3 separate regions of the Zea mays genome follow, and regions 1 and 3 are each linked to region 2. A link is a contact called in public Hi-C data. All regions are on one chromosome and are shown on one strand. The core of a region is the stretch at or near the end of the contact, and the rest is flanking DNA. Distances in the headings are between cores, read along the strand shown. Region 1 holds the start of LOC100383238 (sequence-specific DNA binding transcription factor). Region 2 holds the start of LOC542158 (thylakoid assembly 8). Region 3 holds the start of LOC103634833 (probable LRR receptor-like serine/threonine-protein kinase At3g47570).

Region 1 (3,401 bases), core at 587-3,086, 330 kb after region 2:
CACATGAGCACGAAGGACTAAGAACTTGCATCCCGCTAATTTATAAAATAGAAGTATCCATAACCAGCTACAGCATTCAATGTTATACTAAGGACGTTGCTTGTTGCACAACCTACTAGCCAATACTGAGGAAAATGGTAAATGAAGAGGAACTACTTGTTGCTCTGCCAGGTGATATCTGCATATAAGTTAAAAAGTTTGACGGCACAATCTAATCTAAAGCAAAGGCCTCCAGACATCAAATGTGAATCCATTGATCTTAGAGATGTAAGCTATCTACAAGGTTCCAGAGCATTATCTTTTGATGTAGGCACTATGAGAATTAAGGTTGATAGTGCCTCTAAGTTAGGCAGATCTAGTGTCAGAGACTCCCACATGAGTGGGGTCTAGAGAAGGGATAAATTGAGGCAAGCCTTCTCCCCGCAAATGCGGAGAGGCTGCTTCGGACCTGCAACCTGGTGACACTATCAACAGAGTGTCTCTAAGTTGAATTTTGAATTTATATAACCAGATAATTCATTTGTTCGATTTATCCGCTTACATGGATTGATCCATTGTAAATAAACTAGATAAGACTGTACCTCCTTCTTCAACCCCCCGCAACGGCAGGCCTTAGTAACCACAAGACGGCAAGTCCCATCACATGGCCCACGATGGCAGCGCTCAGGGCACCTGTGTCGTCCACACCCAAGCACCTTCTCACAAGTTGATCCGCATGTGGCAGCCTCTGCATCACACTCCAACCTTGGATAATTTTTCTTCCCACACGGGCAAGTGCGTCGACCTCGGAGTGGGCATTCCCCACACTTGCCCCCATGGCACCCCCTCTCACACTTATGCTTACCGCAATCTAGCATCCCACCACACTCCCTCTTGCACTGGAAAATCCTTTCAGAGCACAATTTCTCCTCCAATATCTCTCCACACTCACATTTGTGACTCCCCAGCACTGCACACGGCGGGCAGGGGCCATCATGGCAATCCACTGGACAGTGGTGGAGTCCACAGCTAAGACGTTTGTTGCATTTCCCCCCACAAGAGTAACGCTGATGTGCGCAGCGTCGGGGCTCCCGGTGCACTCCACAGAAGCACGTCGCTTTAGGAACAACGGCCGGGCATGGCGGGCATGGCCCTGGGTGGCACAGCAGCAGGCAGGTATGCTCACAGCCGGAGTCGAGATTCGCATCAAGACGGCGGCCACAGACGTCGCCACAAGAGTGGGGGAGGATCCAGGGGTCCGGAGCCGGGTCTATGGTCTTGGAGCAGAAGCAGACGTAGGAGGAGGGGATCTCGGACTTGGGGTAGGCGAAGCGGCACTTGGGGCATCCCCAGGTTGGGCACGGCACGGCGGGCCCGGATGCTGACTGGTGCGCCCATGACTGGATGCAGGGGAGGTGGAGGATGGCAAAGCAGGATGAAGAGCATGACCACACCGGGTCAGAGGGGCGTATAGGATCGAAGCAGATAAGGCACGGCGGCGATCGGCGGCGCGCGGCGGATGAGAGGAAAATGCCAACTTTCGAGAGGTCGGCCCCCTCGCCAGCAACCGAGAGGTAGGCAGAGACAACAGAGGCAGTTGCGGAGTCGGAGGCGGCGAAATCGGCCTCATCCGCAGAGGAAGATGAGTAGGAGGAGGGGTCGGAATCAGAGATGACGCTAGGGTTCACCGCCAGGGGAGCGGGTGCCGGCGACGGTGAGGGTGCTGGTGGGCGAAGAGTGGGTGCGGCAGCGCTGGAGGTGCGATTCGGCTTGCGGGAAGAGGATCCGGCTGCAGCGGCAGCGTAGGAGGACGGCATGGCCGGCGGCGTGGTCGTCGCCGGAGACGGCAGTGGTGGTGCTGGTGCGCGCGCGATCTGTGAGGACTGAGACTCTCCAGCAGTAGTGTCCCCTAAATTCCCGTCCCCTAAAGCAATATTCTCTGTTTACAGAACACTCTAAAAAATTTTGTCATCTATATATTCTCAGTCTCCAGCATCGTCCTCTAAATTCTGTCCCCTAAAGCTACAGTGTTAACAGATTCCTTTTTTACATTTTTTTTCATTTTTCTTTGTTTTCTTCTCATTTCACGCTACACAAATGATGCGTCAAAAATGTATTTATTAATTTTTAAATTAATAAATTCAAATTGTCAATATTAATTACATTGCTTGTTTTGTTGTTGTGTAACTGTTGTCGATAAAGCGCCGCATAGTATATTATCGGTACGAAAATATGTTTTGAAATTGACAAGCTTCCACCGTAAGCCAGAACTCTTCTTTGAGAAGCCATGCTCTTACTTCCCCTGCACGGCAACCGCATTGCTTGTCTCCTGCCCTTCGCTCGATGCCTTCGCCAATCTCGCTGCGCCAACGGAGACAACGATCGGCAGTCTTCACTCTTCGTCCGGCACGCCAAAGGACGAAGACCTATGGCGAGGTCGCCCCATCCCGCGGCGTCGCCCAACACTGGAGCCCACGTGCAATCCGGCCCGTCATAACGGGCCCCGCGCTATCACTGCGCAGTACGGGCTCAAATTGTAAAGGTTTTTCTGTTATTACAGTCTGTAACCCTGCTTTAATGAGAATATTCAGGGGAACCTAGGCACCTGAGGGCACATGTGTCCTTAATCCTTGACGCTGGGCACTCAGACACCTATAAATACCCCCGCACAGTGCCCTTGAGAGGCCAGATTAACAGAGCTATTGCCATCTCAAGTTGAAACCTTGTTTACATCGCTTTCACTCCCACGTTGGATCAACTCGCCCAGGAAAACGAGTTCCAACATTTGGCGCCCACCGTTCGTGCTACGAAAAAACCACCCGCGATGGCACCCAAGAGAGCTACCTCGAAGGCTGACGAGGCTGCGAAGGCAGCACTGCTGGCCGAGAAAAAGGGCAAGGCCCTTGTCGACACCACCCACCAAGAGGCCTGCGAAGACGACGCACTCAGCAAGAGGCAGCGCAACGAGCAACCCACTCCCGAAGGCAATCTCCGCACCTGCAGCTCTGGAGGACAACCACAACTTCCCCCAGGCTTCGCTCCACCAGAGGGCGCGAACGCCACCGAGGACGGCGAAGTCATCGGCGTTTCGGCAGAAGAACAGCTACAACTGCGCGCCTTGCGCATCAAGAACCGCAACCTCCAGAAGCAAAAAGAGATCCTCGAGGCCAAGCGCCAACGCGTGTCCGCACAAGCCAAGGTGCGACAGATGATACGCGACGAAGAGCAGAAGGCTCAGGAGCTTGAACAAGAGATCGCCCTCATGCAGAGCGAAGGCCAACTCGGCCTGCAACACGGCCCACCCCTCCAACAGCGCGCATGAAAGTCGCCTAGAGGGGGGGTGAATAGGGCGAAACTGAAATTTACAAATATAAACACAACTACAAGCCGGGTTAGCGTTAGAAATATAATTGAGTCCGCGA
Region 2 (3,198 bases), core at 66-2,565:
AGTGTGGAAATGTTGGAGATGCTCTTAGAGTACAAATATATGACTGATTAATCTGATGATGTTTATAATGTACCATAAAAACTAGTGTTTTTTGGTATATATTTGGTCTAAATTGAGATTGTTTAAACTCCTCGAAATATGATATGGAGACTTATTTTGGGATTGAGGGAGTATGAAATAAATAACCCTGCTGTTCTCTTTCTATAGCAACCATTTGACAATCCAAATTTGAAATTTGAACAGATTGCGGCAACACCTAGTTGTAAGGGTGTATGTCCTGCAATTGCGATGGTCAACCGCTAAAACACTTTCTGTTAGTGGCCTAATGGCCGTATGATTTCTAAAGAAGACGTATCAGTATCACCGTTGTTGCAGTAGCATGACAAATTCTAGCACCAACCAAACCCATTTATCAGCTAAAAAAACCCTGGTGGGCTATAGGACTAGGAGGCAGCAGCAGTGGTTTTGATCTCGTCTCTTGCTCGCATTTCGTCGAGCACGTCCCTGGCGGGCGGTGAGACCGTGGTCTCCCATTCCGCGAAGTCCTCCTCCACCTCCGCCGCCTCCTCCTGGAAGCCCAGCCGCTTCATCCCCCGCGCCATCACCCTGTACACGTACGCGTCCACGTTGAGGCCTCCCTTCCTGACGGCCGCCTCGTACACCCTCCACGCCGCGCGGCCCCTGCCCTTGGCCACCAGCGCGCGCAGCAGCCTCGTGAGCTTGTACACGTCCTCCTCCCCGTCCACGAACCCGCCGCCGCTCGCCTTCTCCTCCAGGAACGCCTCCACGAGCGCGTCAACGGCGGCCTCGGCGTCTCCCTCGCCGCCGGAGGGCGAGTGCGGCGCGGAGGACACGAAGGTGGCGTACAGCGCCGGGTCTGGGCGGTACCAGGGCTCGGCGCGGGCGATGTGGAGCGCGGCGAGGGCGAGGGACCAGTGGCCCTGCCGCTGGAGCTCGGCCATGGCGGCCACGAGGTCGGCCTTGAGGAGGCGGCCCAGGGCGGTGGCTGCTGCGGCCGAGGCAGCCGCCGGCGAGCGGTCGGCGGAGGTGAGGCGCTTCAGGGATTGGATCGCCAGGATGGCCTCCGTGGAGAGGGAGCGGCCGCGCTGGAGGGGCCCGCGGTTGTCGCGCGGCCCGCAGGTGATGGACACGGGCCTAGGCTTGTGACCGGCACTGGGTCCTGGGTTGGAACATGGGCTCCGGGTGAGGCGCGGGACCAAGAGGAGAGACGCCATTGGAGCGGAAGCAGGGAAGCCACGAAGCGGTAGGAGAAAGAGAACAGAGGAAGTCAGTGGATGCTGCGGATTTTGGGTTCCATGTGATTGCCTATCTTCCGTCTTTCAGTATCTGAGGTGTTTGGTTTTGAATAACAATTTTATGAATATATTTAATATAGTCTAACTAGACTAAATATATAGATGATGATTAAATATCGAGATAAATTTATTAAGTTTAACTTACTCATGATTAGGTTTAATAGATTCGTCTTCCAGTTTAGTGTTGTTTTTTATAACTACTTTTATAATTATACTGCACTTAATATTTCTAAACTTTAGCACATATTAAAATATCTATTTAAAATGGCTAAACTTTAGCACCATGATAAAATTTAGCACATAGCATCTAAACATGCTCTTATTCTTGTAATTAGGCTCCATTTAATACTTATAATTACATTCAAATATCTGATATAACATAAACTAAACTTTAGTCAAGGAAGCACTCCTTCATCTCCAACATAAGTTTTAAATGAAGTTGTATTTTTAAAATATAAGACTTTAACACAAAATGCCTCAATAGGGGGTTCTATTTCATAATTCATCAAATAAGTATAGAATTTAGATTCTCAGGTTCTAAATATATGCCCATAACGATAGAGCTCTATCCTCATTTTGTACATTATTCTAAATGTTACTAAATAATATGATATGTAACTCAACTGTTATATCTGCAAATGTTTTTGTGGCCCTAAACACTTCAAATCAGGTTATATTTTAAATTTTAAGACTCAAATATAACTTGTTGGAGATGCTCTAGTTAATGTCTAGTTTAGAAACTTAAATCTCTCTTTTAAGATTTAAGTTTCTAAACTAGCTATAAGAGCTAGTTTGGCAATACTATTTTCTCAAAAGAAATTATTTTATTTTTTCTTGGAAAATGAAAATTCCTTGTAGTTGGAAAATTAGTCCTCAGGGCTATTTTGACGATCCTATTTCTTAAGGAATTTTTATTTTTCTAAAGATATTAGTTCATTTTTTCTTGAAAAAAGAAAAAATGAATCTATTGAGAAAATAGAATTCTTAAACTAACCGTAATAAAGTTTTTAACACCATATTGCCTAATTGTCTCCCTTCCCGTTCAGATCTACTGCCAGCCTAGCCAAGCAAACTAACCGGCGGGAGAATAGAGAATAACCACTCCATGGCTTCCATCCGTTCCACGTCTCCCCAAAATTCTCATCTAGTCACCGGCCATTCGGTTGTGTCCATTGGCTGTCAGTCACTTCCAGTCCTAGCCAACTCCTCCGATGCTCCAATCATCAACACTCTCTACCTGTGTCCGTGTGCTCTGCTACTCTGCACCACCAACCAACCAGTGCTGCCCTCCGCCGATCCACTGACCTACCGCGAGCGCCAATGGCGACCGCCGCGGTCCTGGCCGCCACATTAGCGCTGTTCCTCCGCGCCGCCGCCGCAACGGCCGCGACGGCTGCGGCGGAGGCGGACCGGATCGGCAGGCTGCCTGGCCAGCCGCCGGTCAACTTCTCCATGTACTCCGGCTACGTCACCGTGGACGCGGCGGCGGGGCGGGCCCTCTTCTACTGGTTCATCGAGGCGGCCGGCGTGCCCGCGGAGTCCGCGCCGCTCGTGCTGTGGCTCAACGGCGGGCCCGGGTGCTCCTCCGTCGGCTACGGCGCGTCAGAGGAGCTCGGCGCCTTCCGGATCAACGCCGACGGCAGGACGCTCTACTTGAACCCCTACCCCTGGAATAAAGGTCCGATTTTGGTGCCTAGGCGCGCTCGCCTACTTTGATCTGTAGGTAGCGTGTTTGTCATGGGGATGATGATTGATGACTGACTGGTTGGGTTGCAGTGGCGAACATGCTGTTCTTGGACTCGCCGGCCGGCGTCGGCTACTCATACTCCAACTCCACCTCCGATCTGTACACTGCTGGTGACAACAAGACAGGTGAATTGGC
Region 3 (3,088 bases), core at 166-2,665, 260 kb before region 2:
GGGTACAGTTTGACAGGGAAGCCATGAATTCCCACCCGTTTCTGTCGTCTGCTTCCAGCTCGTTTTGGAACAAGTACAGGAGCTGCAGACCTCTGAGTCTCCCCAGCGCCGGAGGCACGCGCCCGTGGAGCATGTTTACAGAGAGCTCGACCCGCTGGAGCGTCGTGAGGTTAGTGAGCGAAGCGGGGATGGATCCCGTGAACTGGTTCCAAGAGAGGCTAAGGATCGACATGCTGGGAAATCTGCTGCCGATCTCGGCGGGGATGGTACCATTGAGCTTGTTCGCTTGGATCTGCAGTCTTTCCAGCGACGACAGGTTGTACAGAGAGCGTGGGGGCTCGCCGGAGAGGTAGTTGAAGGCGAGGTCAAGTCTCGTGAGGCCTACGATGCTGCCGAGGCTACGAGGGATGGCGCCCTGTAGCTGGTTGAATGCGAGGGACATGACACGAAGCGACGACAGGTTGCCTATGGACTCCGGTACGGTGCCAGTGAGGTTGTTTCGAAACAGTATGAGCTCCTCGAGGCGTGCGAGCTTGTTGCCGAGCTCAGAGGGCAGGCCTCCGCGGAGGTGGTTGGACTGGAGGCGCAAGTCCACCAGGCTGGTGCATGAGCTTAGGTTGGCGGCGGAGAGCTTACCGGAGAAGGCGTTGTAGCTTAGGTCAAGCGCACGGAGGTGGCGCAGGCGGCCGAGGCTCGCGGGGATGGCGCCGCTGAGGGCGTTGGAGCTCAGGTTGAGAAGCCTCAGGGACGAAAGGTTACCAACCGCCGGGGAGAGGACGCCGGTGAGCCCGCGAGAGGGTAGGAACAGCGCCACCACTCGACGCCGCCTGCCGCTGCCTCGGCACCTCACCCCTTCCCAGCTGCAGTACCCGCCGCCGCCGCCTGCGCTACCGTTCCACGAGGCAAGTACGTCTCCATAGCCGCCAGGCCCGCCATGGACCGCCGCGACCTTGATGGCGTCAAGTGCGGCCTCGTCGTTGGCCTGTGTGGCCGCCGCGAGAGTCCAAAGCAGGCACATGGAGGCGGACAGCACCAGCAGGTTCACTGGGTCTCGGTGCTTTACCATGTCAGCCGGCGTCGAGTATTGACTGAGACTGACTGGGTGATTGACTGGGTGTGCGGAGACGGAGAGGGTCCGCTGCGCTCCAAGATGGTATGCGAGCTGCTCTAAATATATAGGTGTGCGCCTGCATTGTCAAAGTGGTGGGGACCTACATGCATTTACCAGGATCGAACGTCGAATCCATTTAGATTTTAAAGAAATGAAATTCATTAGCCCACTCGGCTCCGATTGTCTTCGTTAAAAAAAAACTAGCCAATTCAATAACAAATTGACTAGTCATCTACGGCAGCCAGGAGCGGAGCCAGGATTATAGTATAAAAGGGGTCGAACAATTCATCAAATATTATAAGATAAAAAAATATTATAGAATATATAAACATGTGCATACTAATTTACGTATAGCATAGATAATAAATTAATAAAAAAAGACTTACACCATATAATTGTATATTAATTAACTCCAACAAAGGTCAATTAATTTGCTTTTACGATGATCATTCAAATTAAAAGCTTTGATTATATCACGAGAGTTGATTATAGCTATCAATTCCATATGAATATAGATTATGAAGTAACTTCACACAAAATAATCTTCCATTTATTTCGTAGATGTGTCTTCATAAGTTTTGTAGCTAAAAGGCTCTCTTCGTGATTGCAGTTGAGACCAGAAGAGTGTCCATTAACCTTAATAATCCATAAACTATTTTATATATGAAATTTTTACACAATTTGACAAGACTTTTTATCAAATCGACAAGTGATCATAATGTATTTGGTTTTAGATGGTTATATATTCAAGGTGAAGCACAAAATTTGACGTGCACATCAACTATCCACTGACAACTTTGGGCTGAAATTTGCGACAAATTTTATGCTTAAAATATGTGATTTTTTTTACTTGGATACAAATTTATTTTAACAAAAAAATCTATATTTCATATTGTGTCATTATAAATATATAGTAAATTTTATTGCTCGCCCCCTTGTCTCCGGATCCATAAACATGTTATGTTATGCCAAGGATAACCCATATAAGGCTAAAAATCTTACTAGCCGTAGAGTATTACATGTAGCATAGTTTCAAAGAAAACATATATAACGATATCGTTTTAAAAGCTCAAACAATATGTAAAAATTGATGCTAGAAAAAGTACCAAATAAAGAGTCTTAGACGATAAAAAAAATATATCTTAATCATCTTACACCATTTGTGCCGACATCTTTGGTATAAAAAACATGCGGTCCTTTTTGTTGATCCACATCTTTTAATTAGTTTTGGCATTACTCTTTGACGTGTCTTTCTTATCATATATTTTCTATTCTAGCGATGTACCTTATGTAACCTAAGATATAGAATGTTGTATTGCAAAGCAAGTTCAATGGATAATGAAAACCATCAAATTCAATCCTTCTTGTCGTTGTGAACGTCACTGTTGGGGGCCTTCGGCTTCCGAAGGACCTCAAAAACATGATTTAACAATGTTTCTGGAGTAAAGTACATTAACAGGTATCTTCGGACTCGGATCAGAGCCACGGTATGAAGAAGCACAAAGAACACGAAGGTTGGCGCAAAGCCGAAGCTGCGTGTAGAAGAGCTTCGGGACAGCGGCGGAAAAGGAAACCGACTTAAAGATGAAAAACCATATTAGACCTCGAAGAATTATCATAGAGTTATTGATAAATGTAAAGGGTATTAATGTAATTTTGCATGGGCTGTGACCCGTGTCTATAAATAGGTGAATAGTATCCCCGTACTGTTCACGCTGACTGGGCATTCACTTTTGCGTCACGCCTGTACTTTTCTCCTTCAAACCGAAGGTACACTTGTAACTTATTCTTGTTCAAATAAGCAATAAAAAGAAGAAATAGAATAATAATAATATTTACAATAATTGTGTCACTTTCTATATTTTGTTTAAATGTTCTTCATTTTCTATTATGATTATGAAGGTATGACCTTCATAACTTTCGTCCTAAATTCACTATGTCCGAAAGGAAATAATGATTTGTAGGACGAAGGACCTT

The links. Hi-C and Micro-C count contacts between places; a contact is called where the count stands out from the background.
Region 1: a Hi-C map of ear shows a contact between it and region 2, with 1.9 times the contacts expected there. The contact joins the promoter of LOC100383238 here to the promoter of LOC542158 in region 2. A contact is called at or near these places in 3 of 25 Hi-C or Micro-C datasets (ear, tassel and an unstated tissue).
Region 3: a contact with region 2 is called in a Hi-C map of leaf, with 5 times the contacts expected there. The contact joins the promoter of LOC103634833 here to the promoter of LOC542158 in region 2. A contact is called at or near these places in 7 of 25 Hi-C or Micro-C datasets (ear, leaf, leaf mesophyll and 2 more).

What each region holds. Positions count from the first base shown.
Region 1 is chr8:15,884,242-15,887,642 of Zm-B73-REFERENCE-NAM-5.0, forward strand. It overlaps LOC100383238 (sequence-specific DNA binding transcription factor), which reads right to left and starts at 1,837. Exons shown (of 13, transcript NM_001175900.1): 1 at 582-1,837. The coding sequence starts at 1,796.
Region 2 is chr8:15,557,638-15,560,835 of Zm-B73-REFERENCE-NAM-5.0, forward strand. It overlaps LOC542158 (thylakoid assembly 8), which reads right to left and starts at 1,316. Exons shown (of 1, transcript NM_001111780.2): 1 at 175-1,316. The coding sequence starts at 1,235. The coding sequence ends at 444. It overlaps LOC100281383 (importin alpha-2 subunit), which reads left to right. Exons shown (of 11, transcript NM_001154301.2): 11 at 1-81. LOC100273202 reads left to right here and starts at 2,503. Exons shown (of 9, transcript NM_001365687.1): 1 at 2,503-2,994; 2 at 3,093-3,188. The coding sequence starts at 2,637.
Region 3 is chr8:15,298,204-15,301,291 of Zm-B73-REFERENCE-NAM-5.0, forward strand. It overlaps LOC103634833 (probable LRR receptor-like serine/threonine-protein kinase At3g47570), which reads right to left and starts at 1,416. Exons shown (of 2, transcript XM_008657423.3): 1 at 1-1,416. The coding sequence starts at 1,066. It also overlaps a transcript of LOC100192076 not described here.